Regions from separate parts of the Hordeum vulgare genome. Here region 1 is linked to region 2. A link is a contact called in public HiChIP or PLAC-seq data. All regions are on one chromosome and are shown on one strand. The core of a region is the stretch at or near the end of the contact, and the rest is flanking DNA. Distances in the headings are between cores, read along the strand shown.

Region 1 (3,912 bases), core at 756-3,255, 250 kb before region 2:
AGCGAACAGCTTATAAGTATAAGTCCACTTCTTGCTTTGAAGTTGTTGTTTCAGATTACAAACCTCAAGATCCTGAACGGTAAATGGTTCCTCGTTTATAATGTTGAACTGTAATGTTGAAACTGCAGCTCCAGGTATAACCGTACTTGTGTCGACCAAATAGTGGTGTGTCATCTTCATCACCTGATACAAACGAGCAAATGGGGGAAAGGAAAGAAAACTGAGCCAGCTGTAAAGATATAAACTAAAAATGGAAAGGCGTAATTTTTTAATAAAATGGCATAATGGATTTTCATGTATTCCATAAAATTTCTGAGGCTGTAATACTAGAAAAAAATTAATATACAACATAACTAAGTACAAGATTTTCGAACCTCATAATCACGCGGTGCCACATAAATTGGGATGGAGGGCTGGACATTGTTCGTCCAATCACGAAGACAATCAAGGCCTGCACCATTCACACTGTTATCTTTTTGGAAAGGAAAAGGCCACAAGGATGATGGTTTTTTTGTTTCAACTAATAGAAACAAAATTGTGTTGCGGGAAGTGTTTGGAAAGGACAGACGCTAGACGGGACAATTAAAAATGGTACAACAACAACAAAGCCTTTAGTCCCAAACAAGTTGGGGTAGGCTAGAGGTGAAACCCATCAGATCTCGCGACCAACTCATGGTTCTGGCACATGGTACAAGCATTCAATTATAAGGTGCATAGGAATTGAGAAGGTTGGAACCACTCAGACCTCCAATTGCATCAGCATGAGAATGAGTAATAATGACAGCATCAATCTCCCTCAACCTGAAGATCAGCAGCAAACGTTAACAACACTTACGTTTCTTGAAAATAAATAACAGTGCATGTGAACAGTTCAGTACCCAAAAGCAGGGAACCACTGGAGCGCGGAATGGTAGAAAAACCTGACAGAAGAAACAAAGCATCAGGGTGTGATAGCTCGTTACTAGTAAACATTTACTTTCTACATGCACATTATTTACTAAAACAGCTTGTATATCAGCTACTATGAATGTAAGCAATTTCAGGTTACTCTGCTTCAAAACAGTGATACACTCTGGGTGTTTTCTACTATCCCTGCCCATAGCTCTAGCTTCGGGTATGATAATAATCCGTTGCTTGTTGCGGGAGAGAGAAGAAGCAACTGGCAGTGCAAGAAATAGCGCATACTTGCCAGCATCGATGAGGATGTTAGAAGTGCGAGACGGCGTGACATGGCGCAGGAGAATGGAGGTGTTGCGCCTTCGGTTCCGGTTCCCCGGCTCTGCTGCCTTGGTGCAAACCTGCGAACAGGCCATAATAACAAACAAACAGCCAACATCACACCGAGCACCTAGCTAGCCGAGCACTGTGAGAAAAGCAGAACAAAGTGAGTCCACCGGTGGTTGATAACGGGATGGAGGTGGAGGGCCATACGGGGCAGGTCTTGGAGGGGTGGGTGAGGCAGCTGACGCGCGGGACGCCCTCGCTGGTGCCCGTGCCGAGGAAGATGAGCTCCGACTTGCGCGGCTCCTCGTGCTCCGCCGCCGAGGAAGAGACAGCGCTGCCAGGGGCGCCGCAGGAGGAGGAGAAGAAGCGCGCTGGAGGGTTCACACCAGGGGGGTATAGGCATTACGTCGAACAGCTGAGGCGCAACCAGTACATGATGCAATTACGATTTTACGTACGCGAAGCGCCGGAGCGGAGGCGCGCGAGGGGGAGGCGGGAGGAGAGCGGCGCGGCGGGCGCCGGGGCGCGGAGAGGGAGATGCGCGCCCAGGGAGCGCGCGGCGGCGAGCGAGCACGCGAAGGGCGAATGCAGCATGGGCACGCGGTGGGCGCGCAGGAGAGCTGCGGTCGCCCCAGACATCGGGAGAGCGCGGATGCGTCTGTCTGCCTTGCGGCGGCGGCCGGCGAGTCGGTAACGACGGGGTCTCCGTGGACGCTGGCCACCTGTCGCCCTCTCTGTCCGCCGGGCGGGAGGGAGCGACGCTGGCAAGTGGGCCCGGCGTTTCCCTGCCCCGACGGTCAAGAAAGCCGCGCGGCTCTTCTGACTGCTTGTTCACTGACATCTGGGTCAATAGTCCAGAGAGCCCTGTGCAGTGTGCAGTGAGCATTGACATGTGAGTCAACAGGCCGTAAGTGGGCTTTACATGGACTTTCGGCCTGGGCCGAGGAATAATTCCGTCTCTTTCTTCTCCCCCACTTCCTCCCTTCCTCCTGTCCGTCCGCATCTCCTCCCCCCCCCCCCCCCTCCCGGAGCACGCAAGGAGATCGACTTCGCCGCGCCGGCTCGCCGGCGACGACATCCACCCACAGGCACGAATATCTATCTCTCTCCCTCTCGCTCTCCCGCTCTGTTTGCTTCGCATCCTCGTACTTCACGTGGTGTTGGCGTTTGCCCGATCCCGGGATAGGCTAGATCGCCCGTATCTGGGATCAACGGAAGGATGATTAAAATTTCTTGCGGTCTCTAGTGGAGACGTTTCCAAAATGATAGTTCGTCGCGCCTAGCTGGGACCGCAGTAAGCTAACCGCGTTGATTTGTGCAGGTTTTCTGAACTTGTAGGCTACCAGTTAGTTAGAAATTTCCTGTTTCTCACTTTAGATGCTTACCATCTTGATTTTGGGGTACTTGGTGCTTATTATAGTTATATAAACTTTATGCTTGCCTCAAGACAAGCGTGTCGCCACTTGTTGCTGCCAATTCATCGTGCAAAGGCATTTTTAGTCCAGTGCAAAACTCTAGTTCCATTTTCACTTCTTGTATGCTACCGATGATGAAAGCTGCTGCGTTTTTCAACAGAGTGGTGGTGCGTATAATGAACAAAGGCAGCATCCACAAAAAGGAGACGCACGGGACAAGCGACGACATAAGCGAGGACACGTCTGTGGAGAAGGTCAGGGGGCCCAATCTGTTTGAACGGGCCAAGGAAGAGATTGAGGCTCTTGTGGCGTCTGTTCACGATAAGATGGAGCACCATTCCAGTCCCTGCAGGAAGGAGGGTGGTAATTTACTCAAGTTGATGTCATTTTGCCTAATTTAACTCCCACAAGTATTGCTTCCTGTTACATGCCTGGAATTATGCTCACATTAGAAATTAGATGGGCAGGATAAGAGCATCTCCAATAGATGGTCCAAATTTTGACGGTCCAAAACCGGAGATGTAAAATTTGGACCGCCAAAAAGTGCATTTTGGAGCTCCGAAAAACGCTCAACTCCAACAGATGGTCCAAATTGATGGTCCAAAATAGCAACTCCAATAGATGGTCCAAACCAAAGATGTAAAAATCTGAAAACGGCCGCGCGGCTGCTGCCAGCCACTGTTCAGCCGCGGTTTTGCATTGAAATAGCATCAAAAATTTGAAAATGAAGTGCATCATCATCATAGTTTCAATCAAAAGTGCATCACCATCATAGTATCAAATCCCTCTACCAAAAGAGCATCGTCTCAATCAAAGTTTTTCGCCCTAGAAATTGAAATGCACATGAATATTACTCATGCGGGTCATCAACACCACCGGCCTTGTGAACCGTGGTACGATCATCATCTTCACCACCTTCTTTGTCGACGTTCTCAACAAGCGGTGAACTCTCGTTGCCGTGAGCACCACCGGAAGCATCTTCATTGCGTCCCATACCGGTCATGTTGCCGACGAAGCCAACTCCAACGCCACTCATGTTGCCGCCTTCTTCTCCTCTAGTTCCACCTTCCTCTCCTCGGCCGCGGCCAACCTCTCCTCGGCCGCCGCCCTCTTCTCCTCGGCCGCTGCCCTTCGCCGCTCGGCCTCACTCCTCTCCTCTATTTCCTTGAGCTTCAAGATTCTTTTCTCTTCGGCATACTCTTTCCTCGCCATGACAATGGCATCAAATCCTTCCTTGAGATCATTGTCTCCGGCCTTGGTTCCCTTCACTTTC
Region 2 (4,102 bases), core at 1,122-3,621:
GTACTACCGCTGGCCCTTTTGCACATACACGGGGAAACATGTTGGAGCTCCATTTAAACAAGGGAAAGGTGGTGCAATGGAAATGTGTACGTGTTGATTTCACCCAAACCTTTCCGAAGCGGACCCCCTCTTAATAGTGCGACTTTCCTATGACTCAAATCCATCAAAGAGAAACGTAGAAAGCAACCGTCTTTGAAAGACTCCGAGGGGCACCGAATCGTCTTGTGCCTAGTCATAAATTATCTGAAATGCTCAATGCGCACGATTAGTCCGCACATGCATTGTCATCAATCACCAAAACCACTTAGAGAGAAATATGCCCTAACAATTGCTCGCATGATCTTTCTGATGCCATCTGTCACATGTATGTGTTCGTCGCATGATTTCTTTTGTGTGTGTAGATCGAATCTGGCATACAATAGACGTTGATCTACTTGTACGCGTCGCCACAGGCGCACGGAGGAGTCACTGCTTGCATGCACAGATGGAGGCGGCCCAACCGCCGTTCGCATGTGCATGTAAGTCTTTGCCCGAAAGGTTGATATCGAGGGGCTGAGTGGTGTGAGCATGATGAATACCTCAGATAGATGCCGCTGCTTCGATGCATGGCGCGACATATGTCCTCACCAATGATATTGGCACTGTCAAATTGGATATAATCCCTCAGTCAGTTTTATTTGGCTAATTTGAACAAATCAATCTAATAAGACTCAACCTATTGGAAATTTGAACTTTGATGAACTATTAATGAAGGTGAAACGGATTTTTTTTTCTTTGATTAATTGGATGACACGCTCTTGGGAGGAGAAGTTTAATCTCAGAGTGGTGAAAAAAACCTAGAATCGGCGTCGTTGGTCGAACCGCTCTAATATCAAATTGAATTTATGCTTGAACCGGTTGCTTGTTGCCGACGCCCGACCCATCCCAAAGTCGTCAACGTCGTTCCTCTATAAGACCAAGCCAAAGAGCATGACACGATGCACGTGGAGACATTCTTCACCTTTTTTCAATCGAAGAACGTACATTGTGTTGAAATATATGACACGTACTTTCAAGGTAGTCTTAAAGCATGCTTATTTTTATCCCATGTTGCAACGCATGGGCATGTTTGCTAGTATATCTAGAACAAGTATTTCGTTACTAATAATTAAACTATGGAATCTACATGGATATGCCTCTTAATTTGCTTCCCGTTTTCTCTTAATAAATTCCCGGGAAGTCAAACAATGCTTATATTCAATATAGAAAGGAGGTAGGAAATGGCGGGAGTATAGCCCCATCCACTTCTTGAGAAAAGGGGCGTTACGATTTCCTCGTAAGGCTTTGTCGTCGTCGGTTTCCCTCCCTTTCAGGTTCCTTATAGTCTCTTCTGGACTAAGATTTAGTTAGGGTTAGGTATTTGGATGGTGGTGGTGAGGCGATGGCACCATCCACTATGGGGATAAGACCTCCCCCATCTTGTCCTCATCCCAGGGATGTTGTTTGGCGTCAACGAATGGTGTGTTTTGTCTAGGTAAGCGAAACAGATGATGTCATGACGTGTTTTTTCTTAGCTTTATTCTCTTTCCGATGAAGCTCACCCAGATGGGGATCCACGGGGAAACTTGCAAGGTTTGTGTCATCATCCTTTGTTTGGAAGGGGTTGGGATTATCTTTTGGCCCTTCTTGGTGTGAGCATCTATCGGATGGCTTTCTATCGAGATCATGATTATTGTCATCATGAGAACCTTTCGGACTGTCCATTAGGCATTGGACAATGGCGCATGTGCTAGGGAGGTAGGCTCAAACCCGGTCGAGGGGTCGCTTAGGGAGTACATCGACTTGTGAGTGTTGGTGACGGAGACTCATTTGGACAATGGTTTGTACTTTGGAGGATGACATTGTGTGGTCATGGGAAATAAAAGGGTATCTTTTCTTTTCAAAAAAAGGTAACTTTTCTTGGAAAGAAAAATAATGTAAAATTGGACTTTGGGCTTTGCAAATATACATATCAGTACTTGTAAAAAGAATACACATGTCAGTAACTGCGGCAGGAAATGAATCTCTTCTTTTTTCAGAAAAATATAACTATTTTTGGAAAGAAAAATAGTATAATGTAAAATTTCTCCTTTTTTTAGAAAGAACGCAACTTTTTCTTCAAGCAACGGGAAACCCAAAATCGCCCGCCAAAAACGGCATGCGCGCGAAACAGACGGGTTTTCCAAAAGAAAAGAAATCGACTCAGAAGTGGCGCTTTCCCGATCACGCCACGAAACGGAACCACCTTTACAACACCTTGATCTGAACATGCCACGTCCCGCCGTCCGAGTCGGACGTGATCCCCGTGAGCTGTGTGCCCGGCGGGTGCATCCATATATACGCGCGCGCGCCTCCCCTCGTGGCACCCAGCGAGAAAACACAACCATCGTCCTCGCTCGCAGCTTTGGAAGCCCCGCGCACGCAGAGCTCCAGCAAACGATCTCGGCGAGAGAGAGACAGACAGGGATCGTGTCGATGGCGGGGGAGGACCAGACGGTGCTGGTGCGGTGCGCGGACCTGGCCAAGTTCGCGGTGCCGGCGTCGGTGGCGCAGCGGGCGGGGAGCGTCGCGGCGGCGCTGGAGACCGGGCAGCGCGTCGTGGAGCTGCCGCGGGGGGTCAACGGCAAGGGCCTCGCCACGGCGGTCGCGTACTACCAGGCCCGAGCGGAGGCGGAGGCGGGCGGCGCGGACGCGGGCCAGTTTGACGGCGAGTTCGTGCGCGGGCTGACGCACGACGCCGCCATCGACCTCATCTACGCCGCGCACCACCTGGGCGACCAGGCGCTCTTCAACCTCTTTGCTGGCTACAGGGTTAATTATTAGTTGTTGGTTCTAGGCGTAGTAAAGGTTTCTATTAGTTGATTGGTTTGTGTTGATCGAGTGAGATTTCCCCTTTTTCTTACCAATGTATCGATGCTACCTTGTGATTATATATGATCCGTAAATTGCCTTAATTTCCTCTTGTGATGAACCAGTTTACATTGTCTTGATTTCAATCCACGTCCTCTACACTCCGTCACAACGGAAAAAGGATTAAAAAGAAGCGCGGTCGAGCAGCAAAAGCAATGTCGAACCATAGCTGAACTAAATGGAGACGAAACCAATGTCGTCGGAAAAAAAAACTAATAACAAGCACTAGCAACGACGGCAACAACGAAGCGCAGAGGGGACAAAAATAGAAGCGAGGCGCGCCATGCACAAGAGGCCCAAACCAACAAGAAAAGCATTGCTTTGAACAAGGAAAGAACAAAGACAGATCCGCAGTGCAACTGGCCAAGAACTGCGGATACGTAAAGGGCGTGAGTGTGATCGCACCGGCCTACATAAGATCCTGTTTGGAACCACTTAGATTATATAATTCAGTTTTTATAATCTATTATGTGTTTAAATAAAATAGATTATGCTGTAGATTACAAAAACTAGATGGACAGATTATTAAAAACTCACAATCTATTCTAGCTCACCTAAAATTAGATTATGGATTATTAATGACCCATTACCCTTGTAAAGTTGGAGATAATTACATTCCTGTCACCAGGGGCGGACCCACCTTAATTCTGAATACCCATTATTTTTGTAAAAAAACTAGGTATTTTCAAGTGTGTATACTGAGTATGTATAAGGAAATATGAAACTGTACGCTTAAACCTGCTAGTTAGGTATTTCAGCCCAAAGCATCACGACTCAACGATTTGGCCCATTGGCCCAAGTGGGTGTAGCGCATGGATGCATGCAGACCATGGACCTCTCGATCATCGCCCCCAATAAATCTATCGATCAGGTCAGACAGAAACGAACCAACCCCTTCCTTCCCATGTTCTCTCCAACGCGAGCGGCAACCCGCCAGGCGGCCAGGGCCGTTTCCATCGCCTGCTGAGCAATCGGACGTGCGCACGGCCTCGCGGACGGCGCGATGAATCCACCCCCCCCCCCCCCCCCCGGTTGACCTTGGTTCTGATCCGTACAGTCAACGGCTAGTAGGCAGTGGTTCAGTTTCGAAGATTCAACCCCCACAGATTCTGGTATAATTGCTAATTAGATGTATTAGTGATGTATTAATATTTCACTTTTGAAATTAGGAACT

What was found. HiChIP or PLAC-seq counts read pairs in DNA pulled down with a chosen protein or histone mark.
Region 1: an H3K4me3 HiChIP or PLAC-seq map of embryo shows a contact between it and region 2, with 8 times the contacts expected there. The contact joins the promoter of LOC123395084 here to the promoter of LOC123398391 in region 2. A contact is called at or near these places in 1 of 6 Hi-C or Micro-C datasets (seedling) and 1 of 1 datasets of contacts at active chromatin or transcription factors (embryo).

Annotation. Positions count from the first base shown.
Region 1 is chr5H:404,394,060-404,397,971 of MorexV3_pseudomolecules_assembly, reverse strand. LOC123395084 (putative hydrolase C777.06c) reads right to left here and starts at 2,005. Exons shown (of 12, transcript XM_045090015.1): 1 at 1,683-2,005; 2 at 1,432-1,595; 3 at 1,186-1,298; 4 at 879-920; 5 at 746-801; 6 at 375-451; 7 at 64-183. The coding sequence starts at 1,863. LOC123395086 reads left to right here and starts at 2,215. Exons shown (of 3, transcript XM_045090016.1): 1 at 2,215-2,312; 2 at 2,800-3,002. The coding sequence starts at 2,816.
Region 2 is chr5H:404,148,504-404,152,605 of MorexV3_pseudomolecules_assembly, reverse strand. It overlaps LOC123398391, which reads left to right and starts at 2,371. Exons shown (of 1, transcript XM_045092868.1): 1 at 2,371-2,980. The coding sequence starts at 2,494. The coding sequence ends at 2,841.